4 separate regions of the Sus scrofa genome follow, and all the other regions are linked to region 2. The links are chromatin contacts, called in public Hi-C and HiChIP or PLAC-seq maps. All regions are on one chromosome and are shown on one strand. The core of a region is the stretch at or near the end of the contact, and the rest is flanking DNA. Distances in the headings are between cores, read along the strand shown.

Region 1 (6,293 bases), core at 284-2,783, 360 kb before region 2:
CGTCTTCATGGATACTAGTCAGGTTTGTTAACCACTGTGCCACAATGGGAACTCCCTGGGCCTCCTGATTTTTGAAAGTTCTCTCCAATATACAGTCGATTAGGAACCACTGACCTAAAACAAATGAGATACTTATAGAAACACCAGTAATTCATTATTTAAATATGAAAAACACAGGTTATACAGTTGAGTAAGCACTCAACTGTATTCTTGTTTAAAAAGTTTCAAAAATTAACATTCACCTTGAAAACAGTGTTATGCAACAACAAAGCTAGAAAAATGACGAATTAAAAAAATCAGAGTTGTCAAGGCATTATTAATTCCTCACAAATTCCACCCACCTAAGACAGGCAGAATGTGATACTTTAAACACTTATAAGTGTTTATATAACACTTGTTATATAAGTGTTTATATAAGCTAAAACCATGCCAGCAATCACTTTATCTGGAAGCGCTTTTTTTGTAGTACTGGAACAGATAACGCCAGACTAAAAATAGTACTTCATTGTTTCACACACTCACCGCCCCCCCCCAGATAGTACCATATTAGATACAAATACTAGCAGTGGAGTACGAATTAGGAGCAGTGACTTAAGCCCAGCAAACATTTCCTAAACGCAGAAACACCAAAACGGATATTCAGATTTTAACTGTTTTAATTTTCAGTTTACGTATTTTGCTTGAAAAAGTAAGAGTTGTGTAAAGATAAAAAGTGAAACGCACTTTCTGCCAAAACCCTCCTTTGGGAATAAGGATTACACTACTTTGAAATCTTGGCACTTCGAATTATCAAAAGTGTACAAACCTTCAGTATTTGCAAGTATTCATCTTTAAAAATCTCAATTTATCCCAATTTGCACAAAACAAGTTTGATGCCGATCAGACGATACATCCGAGGAAAATAAGAACAGGTGAAGAGGAAGGTTCAAGAGCTACCTTTTTTTTCCCCCCATAAAAATCCTCTTAAGAGGCAATAAATACCAAGGCCTTTTCTCAATGAGCAAGTATTTCTATTTCATGAAATTTCGGCCGCATGCTGTCACCAGTCACTGCTACATTATACAACCAATAGCCAAGACAACACGAAAAGGCTAAAAACAGAAATCGAACGGTTCTAAATTCTCTTACCAATGTGACACCTGGCAAAACCGCCACCCGCGGATGCGGCCGATGCTGGGCTCGATGTCCACTGGAAGGAAGATGAAGGGGTCTTGAATATCGGTCCTCTTTCCGGCAGCGGATCAGTCGTTTTCGAGAGAGTTATTGCCGGTAAAGACCAAGGAAAGGACCAAGGGCTGCAGACGATCCTCGCCTGGGGCAACAGTCCGCACTGCCGGGCGTGTTCAGCCTGAGCCAGCGCGATCTGCCCACAGCCCCTCCCGTCAGCGATCAGACAGCGCGCGCGCCGCCGAGGGCCGTTGACGCGCCTGCGCACCGCGGTCCTTACGTCTTCCGCTCCGCCCACCGAGTTGCAACCGTCACAAGGGAGCCGCCACTTCCGCGGGCGCATGCGCAGTGGTGGGTTGGGCGCGTGCGCAGCGCCGGCTTCTTCCCGGCTGGATCTTCTGCTGCTCACGCTCCTCCTCCAGCTCCCCACCGCCCCCCCACCCCAGCCCGCCGCGGCCCGGTACCAGCTTGTGAGCCCGCCCAGGGAGCGGTCCTTGCCTCGTGCTCCCGGGACGGCCGTGGTGCGTGCTCGCGGCGCGTGGCACTAACCATGGCGATGGATCAAGTGAACGCGCTGTGCGAGGAGCTGGTGAAAGCGGTGACGGTCATGATGGACCCCAGCTCGACTCAGCGCTACAGGCTAGAAGCCCTGAAGGTAGTTGGGGTCTGGCGCCCTGGGCCTGCCCCGAGACCCTCCCCCAGCTCCAGCCGTCCTGGCGCAGCCAATAACTCCGGCCGCCTCCCGCCCACGCGGCCCTTGGACCTCCGTCCCCCCCACCCCGGGGGGCCTTCCCCTCGCCGCTCTCCGCGCCTCTTCCCACTCCCCGCCTTCTCTACTTGCCGCGCCTGCCCTTCTCTCGGGACACTCTCTGATCCATAGCTGCCTGTGACCGCCTCTTCTCGCCACCACTTCCCACTGCTTTCTCCTCCCCCTCTCCCCACTTCTTTTCACTCTTGGCCGCGCCACGACCCCCTCCGCAGCCGACTGCACTCACTTTATTTTCCCAAACCCACATCCCCAAAATCCCCTCGTCTTCTCGTAGCGCACGTGTCCAACCGGTCGCCAACCCCAGCTACATTCTTTATGGTCTCCCCTGAACTAAACATTTCTCTGCTGACTCAGTCTCCCGACCCACTCTAACCGAACTCAAGCCCTTCTTGTGACTCTTTACTTACATCCTTAGACTTCTCCCTAACCCTCTTCTGTGTCTTGGGTATTTCTGGGCTAGTTCTCACACCACCACCCCCCACCAGGTCTCTTATTGTGTGATACTCTTGGGCTATTTTGGGCAAAGATGAACTTCCACCACTTACTTTGCATTTTAGCAAGGGCCCTTTGGTTTCCTAAAAGTAGTTTGCTTGACTGCCGCGTGCTCTGCTATGGGGACTGACTCTTGTATAATTTGGTAATGCTAATACAATTCGAGCTTATTCTCCCATCAAACAATGTATGTGGGTTTTCTCCACTAGGAGAAAATAATTGTGCTCTGTGTATTTTAAGAGATGTAACTTCATAGAGTCAGCCTTATTAGAAGGAAACTACGATATATAGATGTATGCCACAGGATTTGGAATCAGAAACATTTGGGTTCTATTGTAACTTCATAGAGTCAGCCTCATTAGAGGGAAACTACGATATATAGATGTGTGCCACAGGATTTGGAATCAGAAACATTTGGGTTCTATTAGGTTTGTTTTTCTACACAAAAGTAGCATAGGACAATAATCATTTATATACCTCACCTAAACTTAGCAGTTGTGAAGATTGTACCACATTTGTTTTATCCCTTCCCTCACCAAAGGATTTTAAAAGTGAATCCTAGAAATTGTTTTCATTTCACCCCTATGTACTTCAAGGGAATGTGTCTAAAATAATTTTTTACTCATTTAGGTCATTTTTCCCCCCAACATTAGTTGGCCATGGCATGGGAAATCGAACTATCAAAGGAGTGTTTATCAGTTCTTTATTCATATAATATTGACGTAGATTTTGCAACTTAAAAATATAGCACAGATTGGAGTTTTAAGATGAAGGTTTTTTTTAGTCCCCCTCACTTTGGCTTCTAAGGGAAACACTGATTTTTCTTCTTTTCAGTTTTGTGAGGAGTTTAAAGAAAAGTGCCCTATCTGTGTCCCCTGTGGCTTGCGTTTGGCTGAAAAAACACAAATTGCCATCGTCAGACATTTTGGCCTTCAGATCTTGGAACATGTTGTCAAGTAAGGAGCTTTTGGAGCTTACCACCAAAGTGTGTGAGAAAGCAAATCTTTTATTTCTTGGGTAACTCAGAAGTACTCTTTAGGTGAATAGAAAAGAGCAATCCCCAGGGAGAAAGGAATAATCCCTGAGAGGTTATCACAGCCTCAGGGAGCTCTCATCTAGAACTTAACCTTTTTCTTCTTCCAGTTCTTCCTTTGTGTAGAGTACGCTAAGCATTCTGCAAATATTAGCTCATAGTCATGCAGCTAGCATTTATTGAGTTCCTAATATATGCTAGCAAACCTAAAACTCTTTTTTTAAATTTTTAAATTGAAAAATTTTCATTTTCATTTATTTGTTTGTTTAATTGTTTATTTATTTATTTTTGTTTTTTAGGGCCACAGATTCGGCATATAGAAGTTTGAAGGCTAGGGGTCAAATTGGAGCTACAGTGGCTGGCCTAAGCCACAGCCACAGCAACGCCAGATCCAAGCCACATCTGCAACCTACACCGAAGCTCATGGCAATGCCGGATCCTTTAACCCACTAAGTGAGACCAGGGATTGAACCGGCATCCTCATGGATCCTAGTCAGGATCATTACTGCTGAGCTACAATGGGAACCCCCCCAAAAATCTTGTTATGTTTTTTTATTTTATTATTATTAGCATTTTAGGGCCACACCTATGGCATATGGAGGTTCCCAGGCTAAGGGTCCCAATTGGAACTACAGCTGCTGGCCTATGCCACAGCCCCAGCAATGCCAGATCCAAGCCACATCTGCAACCCACACTGCAGCTCATGGCAACGCCAGATCCTTAACCCACTGAGCAAGGCCAGGGATCAAACCTGCATCCTCATGGATGCTAGTCAGATTGGTTTCCACTGGGCCACAGCTGGAACTCCTAAAAATCTTTTTAGAATAATTCAATATACTGGTAAATAAATCTCTGATTAGGCACTGTGCCTTTTTTTGTTTTTTTTTTGTTTTTTTTTTTTTTTTTTCTTTTAAGTTTGAGGGTGTTCCTTCTGAATGGCAAATTCAAGTAGGATTATATGGGAGTAACTGAAAACCATTCCTATCTTGAGTCACTTGAGTATCCCCAGTGACTATCAGAAGAATCAGCCTTTGAGATTTAACCAAAGTTTTTCTGGAATTGTGCTATTACTTTGTAAGCTGGTGCAGAAAGGGAGATAGAGCTTTCAAGATTCTATTTTCTGAAAAGCAGCTATGTTGTTGCAGTTGTCCCAGGTATATATTTGCTTTTGGTCTGTCAGTAAAATCAAGAGAAAGAGCTCGCTTCTGCACAAATCCTGTGTAGATTCCAATTAATGGACCACTGCCTCTATAAAGCTCTTTCTCAAGGATTTTTCTGCTAGTGGAAAAGTGGACTGCTTTTTCTTCATTCTTGGGAGGATACAAAATCAAAAGTATAATTTCTTAATGAAATCACCGGTGGAATTTTAACACAGGAGTCAAAGCTAGTCTCTTTGGAAGAGAAGACTTCTAATGTAGTTCTTTGTGCATTTTGGTGACCAGGTTTCGGTGGAACAGCATGTCTCGATTGGAGAAGGTCTATCTGAAGAACAGTGTCATGGAGCTGACTGCAAATGTAAGGAATGGTTTGTCGAAAGACAGGTAGTTTAGACAAAATGTGACTTTTCCAACATAGCATTTATATAAAAAACTACTGGTTCTATGTAGGTCAAACAGCATGCTTTGCATAATATTGAATATTATGTTCAAGATGAAAGGAACCTCCATCTCTATTAATCATAGTATATCACATTTCTCTTAATCCCTTACTGTTGATTTCTGTTTTTAAAATTATAAAAATGGCAGAAAATATTTAAACATTTTTAGTAAATGAATAAGATTCTAGTTTAATCAATTCTAAATTAGATTGCACTTTGCTGTTGTTTCCTTTTATTCGGAAACAATTTTTTTATGATACTAGCAATAAAAAATATACTGAATGCGTTATTTCAGGAGTTAGAATATGACTTTATGTTTTTACCTCAAACTAATACAACATCGTAAGTCAACTGCACTCTAATGAAATTTTTTAAAAAGTTGGAGTCCCCACTGTGGTGCAGTGGATTAAGAACCAGACTCCATCCCAAACCCCCAGCACATTTGGGATGGAAATGCTATAAAAGTGGGTTGCGATGATCATTGTACAACTATAAATGTAGTAAGTTCACTGAGTAAAATTAAAAAAAAAAAAAGAATCAGACTCCAGTGGCTTGGGTTGCTCTGCAGGTTCAGGTTCAACCCCTAGCCCGATGCAGTGGATTAAAGGATCTAGCGTTGCTGCAGCTGGGTGTGGGTTGAAGTTGTGGCTCGAATTCCATCTCTGGCCTGGGAACTTTCTTGTGCTGTGGGTGTAGCCATTAAAACACAAACAAACAGGAGTTCCTGCTGTTGTGCATTGGGACTGTCAGTGTCTCTGGAGCACTGGGACACAGGTTTGATCCCCAGCCTTGTGCAGTGATTTAAGGATCTGGCATTGCCACAGCTGTGGCTCCAATCTGATTCCTGGCCCGGGATCTCCACATGCCACAGGGTGGCCAAAAAAAGAAAAAAAAAAAGCTTTAGTATCCATAGCCTTTTTGTTGTTTTTTCACAAAAGGCATGAAAAGGGGAATTGATGCCCCTTTTCATCCGCAGTCTTATCTTAGTGTCTTTTTTTTTTTTTTTTAAGTGCCACACCCATGGCATATGGAGGTTCCCAGGCTAGGGGTCAAATTAGAGCTGTAGCTGCCAGCCTACCCTACAGCCACAGCAATGTGGGATCTGAGCTGGGTCTGTGATCTACACCACAGCTCACAGCAACACCAGATCCTTAACCCGCTGAGCAAGGCCAGGGATCGAACCTGCATCCTCATGGATGCAAGTCAGATTGGTTTCCACTGAGCCACGATGGGAA
Region 2 (7,012 bases), core at 3,528-6,027:
ACTGCTCCATCAAGGACATAATCTGCCCCCATTCAAGGTAGGGAAGTGGTAGAGTGTCTACTGTCCTCGTAGCAATGGGGGCAGAGGGCTGGGCTGGGGAGACAAGGCCACAGCATAAGGTTGCTTCTTACTGACAAGGATAGTTCGAGTCCCAGTGGGAGGGGCATATCTTCCTATGGGCATAAGAAGTTTCTCTGAGGCTCTGGCCCCTGTTCACCTTCCTTCTAAAAGGTTCTCCTTTTGCCAGCCCTAAACCCACTCTTAGCATGCTCAGTGTGCCCCCTGTGACTCACCAGGCATGAGGGTGAAGCTAGTAGGCAGCTGCATGAGGCTCCCGGAGGAAACGGGGCCGCTGCCCGTACTCTTCAGCACAGTTCCGTTGGCACTGCTGACAGCGCTGGGGCTGACACTAGCAGACACTGGTGCCAGGTAGTTGGTGATGGGAAAGGAGGGGCCGCTGCTGACTTGCATGGTGGTAGAGGTGCTGGGTGCTGTCTGGATTGTGGAGGTGGTACCCGGCAGGTTGGTGATGGTAAACGCAGGTTTCGGTGTATCCTACACCCAGAGTAAAAATGGACTGGTGAGCCTCTACCAGACCCTGCCCCTGCAAGAAGCTTCGTGTGGATTGACAGCCCAGAAGGGAACCTGTGTGGTTGGGTTCAACTCCTGGGTCCACAATTTACCTGCAGCCTGGCCCTTGGGCAAGTTATTGAGCTGCTGAACTTCTTTTCTTTATACTTTTCTGTCTGCAAAAGGAGGCCTACCCATAGGTGTTGTGAATTAACATATGTAAAGCACTAAAACAGTGCCTGGTTCACAAAAAAAAGAGAAGTTTTTTGTTTTTCTTTCTTTTTTTTTTTTTTGAGCAGTAAGTATTTGCTGTTCTTATGATGATGATGATGATCAGAACACCAAAGGGCTGTTCTCAGCTCTGGCAATGACCATCTGTGCGACCCTTGGAAAATTGCTTCCTCTTTCTGAGCCTCAGTTTTATTATGTAAATATGAGGGGGCTGGGCTACCATATCCTCTTTAAAAGAGTCCTTCCAGCTCTGATAGGCCAGGCTTCTGAGCTAGGGGCCGATAGTTTTTCAGGGAACTTAAGGTTTGAGAGCGATCTTGGGTGATTAGCAATGAAGCACCGAAGGAATGTATTCATTCAGCAAAATTTCCTGGGAGTAAATGAGCCCTACTGCTTAAAGACTGTGAAAATTATTTCAGATGCTATGCCACTAAAAGAGCGGGGAGCCTAGGGCACCGACTCTCCCCTCAGGGAGCCTTTGTTCTTCGAAGGGGAAAGAGGCGGCCTCGAGGAGAGAACCAAGCCCAGAGAACTGAGGGGGCTCAAATACTGGGGGTGGGTCAGCGCGGGATGTTTGCTAAGCGGTGGAGTTCGAAGGCCCTGATTGGCGGAGGCGTTGCTAAGGCAAACAGTGCCGCTTCCTCCAATTGGCCAGTTGGTGAAGGGCCACCCGGAAGGTGGAGCTCCCCACAGCAGCAAGGGAGGAAGCCCCGCCCCCTCTCCTTACCGGGAAAAGGAAGGGGGAGGCGTAACCCGGGCCGGCATCCCTAGCAGCCTGGAGAATACACTCCCTAACGTGCGCAGGCCCGGACATCCTGAAGAGGTAGGAGGCTGGCTAGTAAGGCAGTCTCCAGCCTAGTCAGCCAGCCAGCCTGCCTGCCTGCTGACGCTGCTGGCTTCCCAGAATCCTGGAACCCCTTAATGCTCCCTTCCTACTCCCTGGCGACCCAGTCGGCCGGGAGGGCAGGGCTAAGAGACGCCCCCGCCCCCAGCGGGGAGACAGCTGGCGGGAGGAATGCAAGGGCCCTGCCAGGCAGGCGGGCTGCAGGCGGGAGGCCGGCGTGGAGCCGGAGCCGGCCTTATATGGGCACGGAGGCCGCCCGCTTATCAAGGGGGCCGGCCTCCTGTCAGGATAGCGAGGATGGACACCTGTACCCTAGGATGCGGGGAACTAACCCGGCTCTACTCCACATCTGTGGGCACCTATCCACCTGTCCTGGGCGAGGGGGAGAGAGAGAGACCCCCACCCCTCTCTGCCGGTCAAGTCCCTCCCCTTCCTTCCCCTCAGACAAGGGACCCAAACACACCTTGGTCTCCCCACTGCTGTCGGACTCCGACACCTGGTAGGTGAGGTCTGTCTCTTCAAAGCCCGTGGCACTCATTCTCTGGTCTGTGGTAGGGTCTGAGCGGGGTGGAGAGTCTGGCGAGTTGAGGCAGGTCTGAATCAGTGCCTTGCCAGTCTCACTGGTGATCATGGGCTGCAGTTTGCGGGTGGCAAAGGTATACACATGGCCTGTCTCACTGGCCACCAGCAACAGCACCTGTGTCCCTGTCAGCGTGGACAGCTCATAGGCCTGGGGGTAGGGGGGAGGAGATAGGTAGGTCAGCAAAATTTTTCATCTCTACCTTCCTTGGGTAGTAGGAAAGAGAGGGAAGTACAGGGTGATCTCCAGCCCCCACTCCCATAATGACCTTTTGCTCCTGTGACTCTAAGAAGGTCCTATCTGAAGGTGAGCTGAAGAGCAGAGAAACCACATGTTTCTTTGAGTAGTAGCCCCACTACCCTGCAGATACCCCAAGCAAATAGTCCCTGCTTCTGGTGACAGAACATATAACCTCAGCAGACTTGGAGGGACCTGGGTAACGGCTCCTCACTATAGCTTGGTGGCCAGAGCCTCAAGAAGAGATAGCATCCACCACCTCCTCACCATCACAGGGACCAGGATGAAGTGGCTACTACACTGGAAGTCACATAAATGTTGGGGATAAGGGGCCACTTAGGCTCTAAAGTCCCATGTTTCGTCCCAGAAACTGCACAGGTTCTAACCTGTTGCCATTTTGTCCTGCTCTATAATACAGTGCTCCCCGTTCTCCCTGGAAGGGAAAAAGGAAGGGGATCTTCAAGGATGGCCCCATTAGGTGGCATCCTCATTCCCAACAAAGTTCTACAGCCCACTGGAAGCAGCCTTGGTTTCTATAAGGCACAGATAATTCCTCTGCTTCCATCCCTTCGCATATCTTCTATAGCCCAAGACAGCTCCCTTCTTCATCCCTTTCCCTGGGTAATCATCTAGAGAGGAGGAATTTCTAGGTTCCTGTGCAAACCTTCTTCCCAGACTCTGTACACAGATTTTCCCCTAGGGCTGGAAATCCTATTTGTCCCAAAGGCAAATGGTTCTGAAGCCTGTCTTGCAGGGAGTGTGCCAGCTTCCAGTGTGTGCACGGAAGACACATGGCCATTGCAGGGCTTGGTTTCTGATGCCCAGGGCAGCATCAGATCTCCTGCTCAGCTCCCTTACCTGGGGCTCTTGAGCCCCAATGGGTCATCAGCCCTACCCTCCTCCTTCCAACCAGCGCTACTCTATAGTGATGCCCACCTTCCTCCCACACATGTTCGCTCACTGTTGTTATGCAGTTCCAGCCTCCTCACCCTCGTACATTCTCTTCTGCTCCCTGCTTTTCCAGCGCCCTCCCGGAACACCAGAGCGCACTGGACCAAGTGACCCCCGGGTCTCATCAACCACCTTCCTGGCAGCCCCGCGCCTCGCATTACCACTCCTCATCTCTCTGCTTTGCAAGGGCCGGGTTCCTCTCTCACGCCCGTCCCTCCCACCTCGGCACCTTTCCTCTCCTTTCCGGACATTGGCAGAATCTCCCCTCTCCCCACATTTCCCTGGCGGCCCCTCCCCTTTTACCCTCCCAGGGCAACAGCCATCCCCTCCCACACACCTCCGGCGGACTCTCCGCCTCTCACCTCCGCCTCGACTCTGCCTTCCTCCCGGGTTCCCCTTGCGCGTCCCCACCCTCCCGGTCCCCTGTGGCCGGCTAGCCTCCCGGCCCGGTACCTTCTTCATGATGCCCGTCTTCCTCTTGCTGAAGGTCGTGTAGCGCCGCAGCTTGTTGTCGATGAACTCCATCTTGATCTTCACGCGGCCCCGAGTCTTCTTACCCGGCTTGGCCCCACTCACCGCGCCGCTCACCGGCCCGTAGCCCCCGGTGGCCGCCGCCGCCGCCTCGGGCCCACCGACCACCACGCCGAGCTCCATCTCGCTCAGGCTCCGCTTCAGGCCGCGCCGCTCCGCGCCCAGCTCCTCCTCCTCGCCCGACTCGGAGTCGCCCTCGCTGCCGCTATAGAGGGCCCCCGCGGTGGGCGCCGGGGTGGTTGTCGCTGCTGCTGCAGCCTCCCGCTCGAGGCGGCCCGGCCCAAGTCCCGCGCCGTTCCCGGGGACCCGGCCCCCGTTAGCCCCGCGAGTCCCGCCGCCGCCGCCGCCTCCACCGCCCGGCCGCCCCGTCGGGGTCCGGTTCAGGCTGCCCCCCAGGGCCGAGCCCCGGCCCAGCGCCGCCGCGGCTCCAGCTTGGCTCGGTAACATGGCGCTCAGTGCAGGAGGGCGGACGGGCAGTCAGCGAGGAATCGGAGCCGCCGCCGCCGCCATCGGCTTCCCGGCTCAACCCGGCGCTCCCGCTGCTGCTAATGCCGCTATCGCTGCTACCGCTGCCGCTGCGAACCCGGGGCCCCTGCACGCCCGGGCCGACCTGGGCCCTCACTTTCCTGCCCCTGTGGCCCGGGTTGCCCCAGGCCGCGCGGAGCGCCCCCTGTCCGTACGCTAGGGCGGCGCGCCCGGCAGCCGTCAGCGTCCCCCGGGGGGCAGGGGCTGCTGGCCGCGGCCGAGACGGCGGGTGGAGGGGGCCGGGACCACGCGCTGGCGGCGAGGGATCCCCCGACCCTTCCCCCCATATAAAGAGATACAATGTTTCCTTTTATGGCGAGGCCGCTCCTTATATGGTGAGCCCCTGCACCCCCGCCCCATTGGTCCGCGGTTCCGGCACCTCCGCTGTCCATTGGCCCACAGCGGGCGCTTATTTGCATAGACATACCGAACTCGCTGCTGTCATCCAGCGTCAGACGGCGACTCCAAAGAGGGAGGAGCCGACGCCTCTTAAAGGAACAGGCTAAGAGGCACGACTCCGCCTCCGTGACCAGAGAATGGTGAAGAGAATTGAGAGGAACTTGTGGAGAGGAAATCTGGGAGAGCACTGGAGCGCAGTCTTGCAGAGAAGAGGGAGCAGCACTGCACTGGGAACCTGGCGCTGGAAAGTCTGGAAGCTAACACTGGGGTAGTCCTTCAGTGGATTGTGCGGGGTGCAGTTAATGATATGCACCCCCAATTCCAAAGGAGAGCACTTCCCCATGCCTTCCTGAGGGACTCAAAATTACTGGCCCGGCAGAGGGGACTTGAGTCCCCAATATCCAGACTTGTCGCGCCCGGACCTCTCGACACCACTGCTTCCCCTCCCCCCTCCACTTCCTTTCCCTTTCCCTCTCTTTCCAAGGCGACGGCACTTTCCCACCAGGCCGGCTCCCGGATCTTCATTTATCATCCTCTATACTGGTTGGGTTGGGGGCAGGGGAGGGAGGGAGGATCTTTGGCAGACACATCTGGAAAAGACTGGGGGAGACAGTCCGCTTCCCGGTCCCCAATGGGGGCAGGGAGGAGGGTCAGAGATCTGTGAAGACTTCCAGCTGCAGGCTGGGCTGGAGAGGAGAGGGTGGTCCTGGAGATAAAGCCCACCCCTCAGCCAGTGCAGAGGCCTGGGAAAAAGTATGGCCAAGCAGAAAGTTTAAGCAAGCAAGTGAACACGCGTACACACACATATAACCCTTCTCCTGAAAACCAAGAAAAGCCCATGGGGAAAAAAAAAAAAAAACAGACTGGAGTGCTGCAAAACCCAGGTTTGGGGTCTGGGTCTAGTTCTTAGCTCGAAGGCAGTGAAAAAAGATTGAGATTTCCTATTACAGAAATTCTTAAATTCGGGAAGCTGTCTCTTCCTAGCCCTGTGTCTGGAAACAAGTGTTTGACCTCTCCAAACTCCATATTTCTCCTTGTTGGTACCCATCCCAAGAGGTTCTTAATAAAGATTAAATAAGATATAGATTAAAGGGCGGTGGTAGTTTAAGTGGTTTCATCCCTAGGAAAAACATCACCTTGTATGTAAGGGCATAGGAGAGGGTGATGATTCCTGCTTTAAAATTTGTTGTGATGTTAAATAAAGCAGTTGGTAGTGGTAGTGAAATAATTTAGTTACTGCAACCAGCATTTTAAAATAGTATATTGGAGTTCCCGTTGTGGCTCAGTGGTTGATGAATCCAACTAGGAATCATGAGGTTGCGGGTTCGATCCCTGGCCTTGCTCAGTGGGTTAAGGATCTGGTGTTGCTGTGAGCTGTGGTGTAGGTTGCAGACGCCGCTCAGATCTGGTGTTGCTGTGGCTCTGGCGTAGGCCATTGGCTGTAGCACCGATTAGACCCCTGGCCTGGGAACCTCCATATGCCATAGGAGCAGCCCTAGAAAAGGCAAAAAGACAAAAATAAAATAAAAATAATATATTAATGGGTCTCACAAAAAACAAGAGTAAATATTGTTGGATGAAACTTTTCTTTGTATTATTGTTGTTTGAACCATATAAAACTGCCATTTTGTATGTCAAGAGGGTGGTTTACTGTCAATTTCACATAAAATTTTTTTTTTGGCCATGCCCATGGTGGGAGACAGTCCAGGCCAGGGATTAAACCGGAGCCACAGCAGTGATGACACTGAATCCTTAACTGCTAGGCCACCAGGGAATTCCCTATTGATCTCATTGATTCAATGTGCATGTATTGGAGGACAATGTCAACCTCATTTCTTGTTTTTGTTTTGTTTTTCCATTTTTGGTCACCCTGTGGCATGTGGAATTTCTGGGCCAGGTTTCAGATCCAAGCCGCAGTCACTACCTAAGCCACAGCTGCAGCAATGCCAGATCTTCAACCCACTGGGCCAGGCTAGGGATTGAACCTGCGTCCCAGTGCTCCCAAGATGCTGCCAATTCTGTTGCGCCATAGCAGGAACTCCCCAACTGCATTTCTCACTGTGAATCACAATCCAAAGACTTTGCAAAATACTGAAATGAACTGTGTATGATTTGTGAGATATGTGTGTATATGTAAGTATATA
Region 3 (6,701 bases), core at 4,072-6,571, 270 kb after region 2:
CTGTCAGGGGAATGATTTTGTTCTTGACCTTGGCTTGTCCCCGTTTTAAGATGAGTTCCCGAACAGACTTCAGATTTGGAAATCTGTGAGGCAGAATAAAGCACAACCTTAGCCCTCCACCCCCCCCGCATGTACTGGCCACAGTCCTGCAACCCAGCTACGGAGTCTCCCAACCCCCCCCCTTCCCAGGAAGTGTCCTGCAACGCACTGCAGCTGGGATGCTGGAGAATACACCTGAAGGAGATGAAAAACTACGTAACTAGAAGTTAAAATTTACAGATACAAATGCTCACCAGGCAAAGATAATTCCCAGGCAAAAGTAAAATCCTGGCTTATAGTCTAAGACTCTGGTCTTAGGTGTCCCTATTCAAGAGTTTGAAATTAAACCCAAGACCTTTTTGGATTTTAATGTTGGAAGGAGTATTAGCCTAACTCTGCTTTGAGATTCTAAGAATTAATCTCTCCTCTACTTGGCTTACTCAGCCTTAGCCTGTGGATGACCAAGCCCTGCCACGGCCCATTCCGACCATCATCAGCGGCACTGACAGCCCCGCTCTGCCCACCCCACATCTCAAGATTCTTAAGGCTGGCAGCTGATTCCTGATGACTGCTCACAACAAAATGCTCCCTCAACACAGCAAAATAAGCCTTGGAGAACAGTACCCTGTGCATCCTAATGTTCTCAACATTTTCAAATAAAACTTAATGTGAACTCACACCAAAAAACCACACTCACCCCCAGGTCACATAAGGTTCCACTATACGAAGCGTTTTTATGGTTTGAGGGGTGACCTGCATAAAGACACCGCTGAAAATCTTCTTCAGGCGAAGTCTTGCAATGGTCCTCTGCACCACTGAACTCACCCCACTGATCCTGAAATGAAGAACAGAGCAAGTCAGGCTGGATCAGCAAGCACCCACGAAATGTGTGCTACCACCGGGCACCCAGGGGGAGGGCAGGACGCAGACCACGCCTCACAGAGCTCAGCTGAGTGCTTATCAGCTATGTAAACAGATCATGTCAATGCGATGCAGAGCAAAGGCTCAGGGGCTATGGGAATACAGATGGTCCCCGAATGTGTGTCTGTGCTGGGTTGTGTGTCAGGCTAAGGAGGCCAGACTTGCTCCTGTGGCAGTAAAAGCTATGGAAGATTTTAAGTAGAGGAAACATGACCAGATTTGTTTCTGACAATCACTGAGGAGCAGTGTGACACCAGAGTCTGGGAAACCCAGCTAGAAAGCTGATGCGATAGTCCAGGAGAGAGATGATGGGCAGTGGTTAGAGGTGCATACATATTTAAAACACAAAGGTTTGTGGTCTGATTGGCTGGGGAGGGAAACAGAAGGAGGCAGAGCTGGGGGTGCAGGTAGGAATGGGTAAGGCACCACCGAATGTGGAACAAGCTGTCCGTACTCTCCCCAGCACTGCATATGCTCGATCCACTCGACCCTGAGTACCTCGAGGCTACCTTGATAACCCCACTTCAGGACTTTTTGCATCTATGCCTGGAAAGGCTTCCCCCAACCCTTTGCAGGTCTCAGCCTCAAGCTCCTGCTTCAGAATGCCCTCAACCACTGCATGCCACACGGCGGCCCTCACCCCACATCCAGCCAGCACTGAACCCTCAAAGCAATTAGAGTAACTTCATGTCTATTTGCCTAAGGTGAGGCTCCCTAATCTTGAAAATAGCAATCTGTTTCCTTCAGCCCTGAATTCTAGCACAACTTGCATCAGTGGCTTCAGGCCTACTATCTTGTCATCTCCCTAAAGACAGGCAAAAGCTGAAACGAGAGGGAGGGAGTGGGGGTGGAGTGGGGATCTGGGTTAATAGATGCAAACTCTTCTTTGGAATGGATAAGCAATGAGATCCTGATGTACTGCCCCGAGAACTATATCTAGTCACTTATGATGGAGCATGATAATGTGAGAAAAATTATATATATATATATATGTAACTGGGTCACTTTGCTGTACAGTAGGAAATTGACAGAACACTGTAAACACCAGCTATAATGGAAAGAATAAAAATCAAAAAACAAAAACAAACAAAAAGACCCCCCAAAAAGCCTGAACCAATAGTTTGCCTCAGCCTCCCAGGATCCAGCAAGTTCCCTACCTTTCGATGCGTACAACAAAGGCCAAGGAATGTTTATCTGGCACTTCCAAGCCATGAGGCTTCACTTCCAGTCGTCTGAGGCGCACTCTGTCACGTAGTTGCCGCCAGGAATCATGTAGGAACCATTCCAGTCGTTTAAACTTGAGTTCCTTTCCTTTCCTCTGCTACAGAGAAGACAGACTATCACCACCACTTTATGTCTCTAATTGTCTTTACTTCTGCAACAGTCATTCATTAGTCACTATCGGTAGAGCTTATTTGCCCTCTGTTCTGGAAAAGGGACCAAACATCCTCTATTTTTTTTTTTTTTTAAAAAAACAGCGAACCTGCCACAGACTAGGGGTCAGATGGGAGCTACAGCTGCCAGCTGTCATCACAGCCTTGGCAATACCAGATCTGAGCTGCATCTGCGACCTACACCACAGCTTGTGGCAACCCTGGATCCTTAACCCTCTGAGTAAGGCCAGGGCTTGACCCTGCACCCCCACGGAGACAATGTCAAGTTCTTTTTTTTTTCCTTTTTGTCTTTTTAGCGCCGCTTCCGAGGCAATATGGAGGTTCCCAGGCTAGAGGTCCAATTGGGGCTACAGCTGCCATCCTGTGCCACAGCCACACAGGATCCAAGCCGCATCTGCAACCTAACCACAGCTCACGGCAATGCCAGATCCTTAAGCCACTGAATGAGGCCAGGGATCGAACCTGCAACCTCATGGTTCCTAGTGGGTTTCGTTTCCACCACGCCACAATGGGAACTCCAACGTCAAGTTCTTAACCCACTGAGTCAATACAGGAACTCCCATCCCTTTTTTTTCTCTTTTTTTTAGTTTTCCCAGCATCATTCGTTTTTTAAAATGATTTTTTACTTTTTCCATTATAGTTGGTTTTACAGTGTTCCGTCAATTTTCTACTGTACAGCAGTGACCCAGTCACAAACATACATACATTCTTTTTCTCACATTATCCTCCATCATGCTCCATCATAAGTGACTAGATATAGTTCCCAGTGCTATACACTAGGACTTTATTATATAATGGAAAAACCCACTCTGGTGGTTTTGTGGGTTAAGGATCCAGTGTTGTCACTGCTGTGGCGTGGGTGTTGGGGAGGGGAAACAACACCAACATACTCAAGTAAAGGTGAAATTGAGAAAACCTGAGAACTACTGGGGACAGTCCTTGTTGAATAAGCAAAAAACCAATTAGTTTACACACTGTCAGTCAACGTTTATTGGAACATAAGGCATCATAAAGCTCATGCCTCCCAAATATGTATTTCTCCAAAACATTTGGCAAATAGCAAAAACTATTTCAGAGTCCTGTTGTGGCTCAGCGGGTTAAGAACCTGATCAGTATCCATGAGGCTGTGGGGTCAATCCCTGGCCTCACTCAGTGGGTTAAGTATTCTGCATTGTTGTAGCTGTGGTGTAGGCCAGCAGCTGCAGCTCTGATTAGACCTCTGGCCTGGAAACTTCCATACTCCATATATGTGGTCCTAAAAAGAAAAACAAAACAAACAAAAAACGCAAACCAAAAAACCTGGTACATTAAAAAAAAAAAAATTAGAGTTCCCAATATGGCACAGCAGGTTAAGGACCCAGCAATGCCACAGCTGTGGCTCAGACTGGAATCTTGGCCCAGGAACTTCCATATGCCATGGATGTGGTTGAAAAAAGTAAGTAAAATTTTTAAGTTTTTGGGAGTTCCTGTCGTGGCTCAGCAGAAATGAATCTGACTAGTATCCATGAGGACACAGGTTTGATCCCTGGCCTCACTCATTGGGTGAAGGACCCGATGTGGTGAGCTGTGGTATATGTCACAGATGTGGCTGGGATCGGGGGTTGCTGTGGCTGTGGTGTAGGCCGGCAGCTGTAGCTCCAATTTGAACCCTAGCCTGGGAGCCTCTATGTGCCACACCTGCCGGCCTAAAAAGAAAAAAGAAAATTTTTTTTCTTTTAGGTACACAAGCATGTTCTCGAATCCCTTGGTATGAACCGGAAGGAACACTCTCCACTGGCTTTTTCCTTAAACTCTACTCCAGTATTTTGCCTGCAGAAAGCATTTGATACATACTTGCTTTGTTTAGCAAATATGTATCATCCAGCTGATGGGGGAAGCCGACTGTCAGTACCAAATTAGTTCAACATGTGCTGGATAAAACTCACCGAACACAAATTCTCATTCCTTCCACCTGGTTCCCCACTATTACCTCTTTCTTTTGCAAAAGCGCTTGCTTCGCCTGTGTGGCTTTGAGGGCCTGATATGCCTTCCTCTTTTTCAAGAGATTTTCTGGAACCAAAGGGATCTTTTTTCTTTGCCTGAGAGAGAAAATGGAGAAAAGCGATAGTATTTAGGAAACAAATCTGCAATGCGTTTCCAAACGACAGCTTGGGCTTCGCAAACATTACTGTCTAAAACCTCCTAAGGACCGCGCTCCCACCCCGCCACCTGGCGTTTCTGACTCCAGTTCTCAAAAGCTTTCAAGAACCATGAACCCCTTAGCCACTGGTCCTCGTATGTCAATGGAGCTTTTACTGTCATAGCCTTTTACAGATACCACCAGCGATGAGATTCCGCCCCGTGGGGTTGGGGCGGGTGCGGACCCAGCTGCAGAGATAATACTTAAGTCAGGCTGGGGAAACCCACCCTCCAGCCCGCAGCCTCAAACTCATTCCTCACCCCTTGAGGTAGGTAATCCGAACCTGACAGAGGCCCCATCCGCCCGCCCCAGCCCAACACTTCCTCCCTCCTCCTTCGATAATCTGGAGCCTTTTCTAAGTCTCTCTTCAGTCCACAAGGATCCTTATTTTCCGCCACCGAGAAATAAATACTGAGGATGGCACCAGATGCTCAGGGCACCACCCAGAATCTCAGAGCCCCTGATACTCACTCCTCCTCCGCCATTTTTCCAGCGCAGCTGCTACTGCTCAGGCGTTGCCCCACGCATGGGAAGGAACCTCTCTATGGTCTCTCGACCATAGAGATGTCTACTCTAGCTCACCCCAGGGCGAGCGGGTAGCCTGCGCCTTCTTAGCAGCAATGAACTGCTGAAGTTTTGCTAACCCTGATTCCTATCAAAAGTGGCTCAAAGCTTCCTGGGCGCCGCTTAGAAGCTTTTTAGAGCCCGGTCATCTTCAAAGACCATCCCTTTTTATTTCAGCTGTATTCTCATATCGCCGGAAGCCTGGTCACAAACGAGGAAACGCTTCCCACCGACTTCCGGTAGGGAGTGAGGTGACGATTTTCCGGTTTCTGCTCGCTAGGCTGCGCTTCTCCCGGAAGGCGACTGGCGGGATCCGGTATCCTTCACCTGGTGCGGAGAGCTTGGGGCTGCAGCTTTGGTTCTGTGTTGGTGGAGGTGTGGACGACTTAGGGTGCTGGCAAAGGCATCTCTGATTCCCTCGGCCTGGCTTCGTCAGTGGGTCCCTGATCAAGTGGGTCCCTCTATCCCTTCGTTTCCCTTACCCAAAAAGTGGACGTAATAGCGAATCTTGCCTAATAGCCTTGGGAAAGTTATATGAGCTGCTCCACATAAAGCGCTTAGAACAAAGTCCAGTAAGCAGTTAACACTGTGTTAATTATTATTCCTGCTGTACCGAAAACGAGAAATTGCAACTTACGATTTCAGAACTCCCTCATAATAGCTCTCACCACCTGGAATAGGTTTCCTTCTCTCCTGCTCTTCAGAAAGAAATAAAAACTCACGTGTTGTCTTTAATGGAAACCTCCAGACCAGTGTGTCTCAAGCATTAATGTGCATAGGAGTCACATGAAAATCTTGTTAAAATCACGTTTTTATTCAGGAGGGGCGGGGAGTCAATATTCTGCATTTTAAACGTGATTCAAAGTGATGGGGATGCTTCAAGTGCATTTTGACTAGAAGGGCTTTTTCTTTTTCTTTTCTTTCTCTTTCTTTCCTTTGTTTTTTGGCGGCCCCCTCAGTATGTGGAAGTTTCTGAGTCAGGGATCAAACCTGTGCCACAGCAGTGACCTGAGCCACAGCAGTGAAACACTGGACCTTAACCCGCTGAGCCACAAGAGAACTCATGACTAGCAAGTATCTTGAGAAGTCTCTCCTTTTTCTGAATTCCTTCAGCATGTTTATTTTTTAAGAATTCCTGTAGTGGCACAGCGGAAAGAATCCGACTAGAAACCATGAGGTTGTGGGTTTGATCCCTGGCCTCACTCAGTGGGTTAAGGACCCGGTGTTGCTATGAGCTGTGGTATAGGTCAAAGAGGTGGCTCGGAGCTGGCGTGGCTGTGGCTGTGGCGTAGGCCAGCAGCTGTAGCTCTGATTCAATGCCTAGCCTGGGAACCTCCATATGCTGCAGGTTCAGCCTTAAAAAAAAAGCAAAAAAAAAAAAAAAATTTTAAATGTTTCTCGGCATTATAGGCTTTTGGGGCCAGATAATTCTTTGTCCTGTTGGTTGTAGAATATTTTGGCAGCATCCCAGGTTTCTACCCACTGCATGCCAGTAGCATCTCCATCCTAGTGGTGACAAAGTTCTTGTCTCCAGGCATTGCCAAATGTCTAGCACAGTCTATGTATATTTATGTTAAGGTCTAAGGCAATGTCACTGTTTGACA
Region 4 (7,035 bases), core at 2,280-4,779, 390 kb after region 2:
GAAGTGACACCTCCTTTCGGCACTGAGCTACTAGAAGAGAGGGCCTGGATCTGTTTCATTTGCCCAGGTGTGGCTGCCATATCCCACCTGCATAGGGTCCCTGAAACACCCCAGGAACACAAAAGGTCCCATTCTTTGCCATCTATCCACACCCAAAGACTGTTTTATTGTGCTTATAGGCTTTCACTACCTGGTTATTGATTTCCTGTGGTATGTCACTACAGAAACATTTGCTTTATGAATTTAAAAGAATGAATAACTAGGACAAGGATTTAAAATTACATAGAATGGCATGTCGCAACAGAAGAAAGGGTGGGGGAAAAAACTGTAACTGCAATGTATACATCTAAGGATAACCTGACCCCCTTGCTGTACAGTGGGAAAAAAAAAAAAAAATTACATAGAATGGAGATGCAGCTAGCAAAATCCAGACCGTGGGAAATTCTATGAAACAAAGTGTTTTCAACAAAACAATAGAGAGGGGAAGGATTTAAAGGCGGTTAATCGTGATTTAAGAGACATGTTAACCAGGCACATTGTATAGACCTCATCTGGATCCTTATTCAAATAAATTAACTTAAGAAAAGGAAATTAGAGAATAAGCAGAGAAAAATGACGATAGACTGGAATGCTGATGATATTGAGGAAACAATCACCACTTTTTTAGAGTGCGGTGATAGTACTGTTGGTTATTTCAGAAAGACAGTCCTAATCTTTTAGAGATACATACTGAGATATTTACAAATTGTGAAATACGAAATAATATAAGGTTTGGGATTTGCTAATCTGAGTGAGGTGGGGTGGGGAAGTGGCCAGAGTTTTGAACGAAACAAGACTGTCAGCTGGTAACTGTTGCAGTTGCATTATGGGTACACATAAACCTCTTCTCTCCACTTTGAAATTTTCAAAAAGTTAAAAAAGTAAATCTAACCAATAGAACGATTAAAGTGTCTACGTTTTTGTTAAAAAATGTTTAAAGTCTGTAACACCTTCGAATTCTTTCACTTTGCAAGATGTGTATAAGAGAGTAGTATTCTGATTCACAAGTCCTGAAAAGTATCTTTGAAAGCAGGACTCAGAACTCATTGGTTGCTTGCCTTCTACCACGTTTCTGCTGTAATGTACCCCCCCTCTTTCCTTCCATCAGAACAGGCACTTACCTCTGAGAAGCTGGAATCCAGTTCAAAGATGCACACTGAATCAACTGCCCTCAAATGTCAGAACAGGCAAGTAGTCTGGCAATGCCTACTGCTTTGGGCACATTAAGCCCATGTCTTGACCACCTACCTTGGCTTGCAGTTGTGCCAGGGTCTGTCAAGAACTGTCAAGCCAATGCTTTATGATGACCATACAACTGATCGCTGTCCATTCCCAGTCTTTGAAAGAGCCTCCCACACACTGGGTCAGTAGGGTGACCTGTACATTCTTGTCCTTTTCTGCCATTTTCTCAGAAAAGTTTGAACTAGCCAACTCAAAATATTCAGAAACTTCCAAAGTCAACTGGACTCTATGCCAAAACCTCTTGATGAGCAGAAATGAAGTTCTCAAAAGGGTTAAATGAATGACCTTCCGTCCCACTTCTGATACAGACAACACAAGCCCCTATCCTAGAGTCACTATAGTTAATACAAAAATGTTGCCTCACCCCACCTGCAACTCCCAAATCCAATAAACCTTGTTTGGCTACAGACCTTCATCATTTGAGTGGGAAAGATTCAATAGGTGAAAAACTTAAAAGAGGCAGGTCAGGTCTTTTTCCCTAGCAAAAATAAATCTTTTAAGGCTCCCTTGGTTAACCCAACCCTTCATAAAATAAAGCAGCTACTGCATTCCCGGTACGACTCACATAAGATCACCAGTTATATTTCATTCACCAGACCTCACAAAACCCCCAGGGCCTCCATCTCTCTTGCCCATGAAACAAAGCGAATGAAAACTTAGATATACCACAAGCGTACACAGGATTTTTTTCAGCACCCCCGTTTCCATCGGGTACACGTTCACACACATACAAACATACAATAACCCCCACCCCCCGAGTGGAATATGCCAAACAGTGTGACCTGTGCTGATTTTCAGCGGAGAAACATGGGAATTTATGTTTGTTTTTGGTTTGGGCTTAAAATGGAAAGGAAAGGAGGAGAAAGCGGCGTGAACAATCGGAAACGACTCTCCATTCTCTCGCTTCCTCCCATCTCCCTCTGCATCAAAATGCAGGTATTATCAGTGAAATTTCAAGTGACAATTTCTTGGGCAGTTAAATACCCCGACTGATGCTGGGAACGGAGGTGGAGGTTAAGAGTGAAACCAAAGACGGGAAGGGCGGGCCGGGTCGGAGGCCCCCGAGCTCCGCCGGGCTGCACCTAGCACGCGAGGTCGCCGAGCGCCGGTGCCGGCCGCGCCCCAGCTCTCGCCCGGCCCGCTGCCCTGGGTTTTGCCAGTGACTACGCCGTCTGGGCTGCCCACTCACACCTCTGGCTGGTCCCGACTTTAGGCTAGGCTCATCCACTTCCGGTGACAAATCCCTCCCACCACCTCTAGAAATAATGTAACATTTCCCCCATCGCCTTCCTAAAGACCGACGGCCCCACAGAGAGCCTGAGCCCGAGCTGAGGTCTCACCCGGGCGCGGCCAGCGGCGCCCAGCTGCCGAGGTTGTGACGGCGAAAGGGGGGAGGGCGTGGGAGGAAGAGGAAGGGGGTGTGGAATCTTACCCTCCCCCCACCCCTCCGACTGCAGTAATTGGCCAAAAAATATAAATCCTTTTTGAGACTCCCCCAGGACCCCCTGAACCCGGTTGCAGTGAGGAGCCCAGTACGTCGCATACCGGAGCCCCTCGCCTTCTCCCGCCCCGGTAACTGCCTGCGGGGATCCAGGAGCCCCAGGCCACGCCGAACTGCAGCGGCGGGGGGAGGGGGAGGGCGGGTAGGATGAGGGTTTGGGGGCGGCAGGAATGGGTTGGGGGAAGGGGTGGTGGAAGGGAAAAGAAAAAAACTGAGGCATGCGAGCGGCTCCCTAGACAGCTGTTCCAGCTGCCGCTTCCTCCGGCGCGGGCCGGGCGGTGTAATATCCCCCCCTCCATCTTTCTCACCACTACCTGTCCCCCCCACCACCGCACGCACACATTCCCCCCACCAGTAGCGGTTCTCCGGCCTGTAAGGGGGTAGTAGGGAGGAGCTGGGGGGGAGGGGGAGGCCTGCGAGTTTCTAACCTTGTTCTTATAAACAAACCCACATGTGCAGCTGCCGCTGCTGCAACTCACCCCACAATCCCGGATATAAGTCCTGCCCCTTTAAGAGGAAAAAAAGCTTCCCCCGCCTGCCTCCCACCCCACCCATCCACAAGGACCTTTGTCTCCCCACCCCCCCGCCAGTCGGCCCCGCCCCACGGCCCCGCCCCTCCAACGCCAAGAAGCCAATGGGCAAAGAAAATAAGGCCGGGGTCTGACGTCAGCATGTCCGACCAATCACAAGGCGCGTTGGTGGGAGGCTTCGCGAAGGGCGCGCCCGGAGAAGGAAGGCAGGAGAAAGGAAGCTTGAAGTCAAGATGGAGGATAGTAGTTTCTCTGCGGCTGCTGCTGCTGTGCGGAACGGGGACTTGGGGTCCCAGTGGGACCGGAGCTTGGTGCCCGAGCGGCTTCAGAGGCGAGAACAAGAGCGGCAACTGGAGGTGGAAAGGCGGAAGCAAAAGCGGCAGAACGAGGAGGTGGAGGAGGAAAAGAGCGACTTTTTCGCCGCCGCCTTCGCTCGGGAGCGATCGGCCGTGGAAGAGCTTCTGGAAGGCGGGGAGTCCGTCGAGAAGCTGGAGGAGGCGGCCGCTCGGCTACAGGGGCTGCAGAAACTTATCAACGATTCGGTTTTGTTCCTGGCCGCCTACGATCTGCGGCAGGGACAAGAGGTGCTGGCGCGGCTGCAGGCGGCCCTGGCCAAGCGGCGTCAGGAGCTGCAGCCTAAGAAGCGTTTCGCTTTCAAGACTCGCAGGAAGGATATCGCTTCAGCCACCAAAGTAGACTCGGCTCCCGGCGCCCCGGCTGCTGACGGCATCCTGGCCTCCTCTCCGCCCTTGAAGGAGGAGGGAGGCTTCGACTCCAGCTGGGTCTGCGGCTTCTCCAACCTGCAGTCCGAAGTCTTGGAGAAGAGAGCCGACGAGCTGCACCAGCGCGACGTCCTTTTGACCCAACTGAGTAATTGCACGATCAAATTGTATGGCAATCCCAATACTCTGCGGCTAACCAAGGCCCGAGGCTGCACGCTGCTCTGCGGCCCCGTGTCCACCTCTGTGTTCCTGGAGGACTGCAGTGACTGCGTGCTGGCTGTGGCCTGCCAGCAGCTCCGCGTACACACCACAAAAGACACCCGCGTCTTCCTGCTGGTGACCAGCAGGGCCATCGTGGAGGACTGCACGGGGATCCAGTTCGCCCCCTACACCTGGAGCTACCCGGGGATCGACAAGGACTTTGAGGGCTCTGGTTTAGATAGGAGCAAAAATAACTGGAACGACGTTGACGATTTCAACTGGCTGGCCCGGGATGTGGCCTCCCCAAACTGGAGCATTCTTCCGGAAGAAGAGCGAAGGATCCAGTGGGACTAAAGCAGTTGTCACGCTTTTCTTCACTCCTACTCCTTCCCATGTGGGACTGACTCCGGCTAATGGGACTGCAAAGTGTACCTATTGTTTTCACGCCGTATATGTTTTCATTATTTTAAGACGAGATTGTGATAAGCTGCTACATTTGATCTACATTAAATTTGTGACAGGTCTGGCACTTTAAAGAATTTTTCCTATTTTGGTAATGTCTAGGAGCTTTTCTTTGATAAGTGTGAAGCCATAAGAGCAAAAGGGTGTAGTTGTGTGTTGGTTTTTACACGATTTGTGCTGTTTAAAACTTACTGCACGATGGAATTCCCGTTGTGGCGCAGTGGAAACGAATTCAACTAGGGACCATGAAGTTGCCGGTTGAATCCCTGACCTCACTCAGTGGGTTAAGGATCCGGCGTTGCTGTGAGCAGTGGTGTAGGTCGCAGACTCGGCTTGGATCCTGCGTTGCTTGACTGTGGCATAGGCCGGCAGCTGTAACTGATTTGACCCCTAGCCTGGGAACCTCCATTTGCACAGTGTGCGGCCCTAAAAAAAGGCAAAAAACAAAACAAAACAAAACCTTACTGCACAATAAAGTAGGCTTTCATGGGGGGAAAAAATGTAATTGTAATGTATACATGTAAGGATAACCTGACCCCCTTGCTGTACAGTGGGAAAATAAAAAAAAATAAAGTAGGCTTTCAGTAATACTCGTTTAATAAAAAGAATTCAGGAGGGCTCTATTGGGAGCCAGTTAATGTGGAAGTAAGGTATCAAACCTGTTAAAACTGACATTAACCAAAAGCTTCTTTGAATTGCAGGTTTGATCCCTATAGATATTTTTCAGTGGGGCGCTGAAAGGACTCCTCTTTGGTCTTCAGCTGCATGTTAGCTTGAGTTTCTGGCATCCTGCTAGTCATCCAAAGTTCTGGCACGGACCCCAAGTTCCTCATCAGTCTTAACCAACTGTAATGCCAAAATAGTTTACCAATTTTTTTGTGCACTTAAAATGCCATAGATACCACTGTAAGCACCTTACTCATAAAAACTTATTAAGTCCTCAAAATCTTATGAGGTAGGTTCTGTTAACACCATTTTTCTTTTCTTTCTTTCTTTTTTTTTTTTTTTGTCTTTTTGTCTTTTTGCCATTTCTTGGGCCGCTCCCTGGGCATATGGAGGTTCCCAGGCTAGGGGTCTAATCGGAGCTGTAGCCACCCGCCTGCACCAGAGCCACAGAAACTCGGGATCCGAGCCTCGTCTGCAACCTACACCACAGCTCAAAGCAACGCCGGATCCTTAACCCATTGAGCAAGGCCAGGGATCTAACCCGAAACCTCATGGTTCCTAGTCGGATTCATTAATCACTGCGCCACAACGGGAACTCCGACACCATTTTTCAAGTGAAGAAAACAAATAAGTTGCCCAAAGTTCACACAGCCCTAATGGTGGACTGGGATTTGAAACCAGGTGTCCTGGCTTCAGAGCCCACCTTCTTAACCACTACAAGATACTGATTTGGAATAGTGTTGATTTGGAAAGAAAGCTTCCAAAATTAAAGAGGGCAAATTTGCTTTCCTTAAATTCTCAGGTGTAATAGTGCTACGTATCTATCTACTCATACAAAAAGGATTGGGGCAAGCATCTGGCCAAGTCTTAATTTTTCGACTCATTTTGCTATAATCCTCTACTGTTAAATACTTTGGCTTTCTGATCTCTTCACTACCACCCATTATTCTTAAATGGAAGGTTGTAAGATTTTCAAAAAGCTTTTAAAGGTCTCTCGGCCTTGTAACTGCAGATGGACTTTTTATTTAATAATTACCACAAGTATTAAGGTGCTTATACCTCAGGTATTTATATTTTTAGTATTTATATATTTTACTTAGTTCCAAAAAAGGATTTAAAGTCATATCTAGGACATGTGAAATGTAACAAGATAACAAAAGCAAATGACAAGGAGGAAGGAGGGTAGAGTTACAAATTGGAAGAAGTGAGGCCAATAAAACAGCCTACCAAACTCTGTTCCTTAGCTGGAGGTGAATCCAGATCCCCACCCCCCTCAATTATTAGCTAACTCCAAAAGGGATCCTAATCAGTTTCACAATTTGCAACATCCACAAAGAAGAGGGGGGAAAAACATCCCTGAGGAGAATCAATCCTATGATAAAAAGAGATAACATACTAGAAACTTTGACCCCAACCTAGAGCTATGCCCTAGAGACTGATAGTTTAACACAAGTGCACTTAAGAATATACCATGCAGGTTGTGATTCAAGAACCCAACATAGTGTCCATGAGGATGCTGGTTCGGTCCCTGGCCGTGCTCAGTGGGTTAAGGATCTGGTGCTGCTGCCAGCTGCGGCATAGGTTGCAGATGCAGCTCGGATCCAGTATTGCTGTGGTTGTAGCGTAGCCCAGCAGCTGCAGCTCCCATTCCACCCTTTAGCCTGGGAACTTC

What was found. A called contact is a pair of places that touch in the nucleus more often than the background predicts. HiChIP or PLAC-seq counts read pairs in DNA pulled down with a chosen protein or histone mark.
Region 1: a Hi-C map of liver shows a contact between it and region 2, with 9 times the contacts expected there. The contact joins the promoter of XPO5 here to the promoter of SRF in region 2. A contact is called at or near these places in 3 of 47 Hi-C or Micro-C datasets (heart right ventricle, liver and skeletal muscle).
Region 3: an H3K27ac HiChIP or PLAC-seq map of alveolar macrophages shows a contact between it and region 2. The contact joins the promoter of RPL7L1 here to the promoter of SRF in region 2. A contact is called at or near these places in 1 of 5 promoter capture datasets (liver) and 1 of 2 datasets of contacts at active chromatin or transcription factors (alveolar macrophages).
Region 4: a Hi-C map of retroperitoneal adipose tissue shows a contact between it and region 2, with 2.1 times the contacts expected there. The contact joins the promoter of TBCC here to the promoter of SRF in region 2. A contact is called at or near these places in 1 of 5 promoter capture datasets (liver), 1 of 47 Hi-C or Micro-C datasets (retroperitoneal adipose tissue) and 1 of 2 datasets of contacts at active chromatin or transcription factors (alveolar macrophages).

The regions. Positions count from the first base shown.
Region 1 is chr7:38,564,798-38,571,090 of Sscrofa11.1, reverse strand. It overlaps XPO5 (exportin-5), which reads left to right and starts at 1,533. Exons shown (of 32, transcript XM_005666037.3): 1 at 1,533-1,822; 2 at 3,263-3,384; 3 at 4,904-4,976. The coding sequence starts at 1,718. POLH (DNA polymerase eta) reads right to left here and starts at 1,880. Exons shown (of 11, transcript XM_003356630.4): 1 at 1,129-1,880.
Region 2 is chr7:38,211,065-38,218,076 of Sscrofa11.1, reverse strand. SRF (serum response factor) reads right to left here and starts at 4,777. Exons shown (of 7, transcript XM_005666020.3): 1 at 3,867-4,777; 2 at 2,109-2,375; 3 at 294-555. The coding sequence starts at 4,391.
Region 3 is chr7:37,939,169-37,945,869 of Sscrofa11.1, reverse strand. It overlaps RPL7L1 (ribosomal protein L7 like 1), which reads right to left and starts at 5,321. Exons shown (of 7, transcript NM_001123192.1): 1 at 5,005-5,321; 2 at 4,324-4,432; 3 at 2,118-2,281; 4 at 737-874; 5 at 1-83. The coding sequence starts at 5,018.
Region 4 is chr7:37,820,488-37,827,522 of Sscrofa11.1, reverse strand. It overlaps TBCC (tubulin folding cofactor C), which reads left to right and starts at 3,529. Exons shown (of 1, transcript NM_001258407.1): 1 at 3,529-4,759. The coding sequence starts at 3,546. The coding sequence ends at 4,589.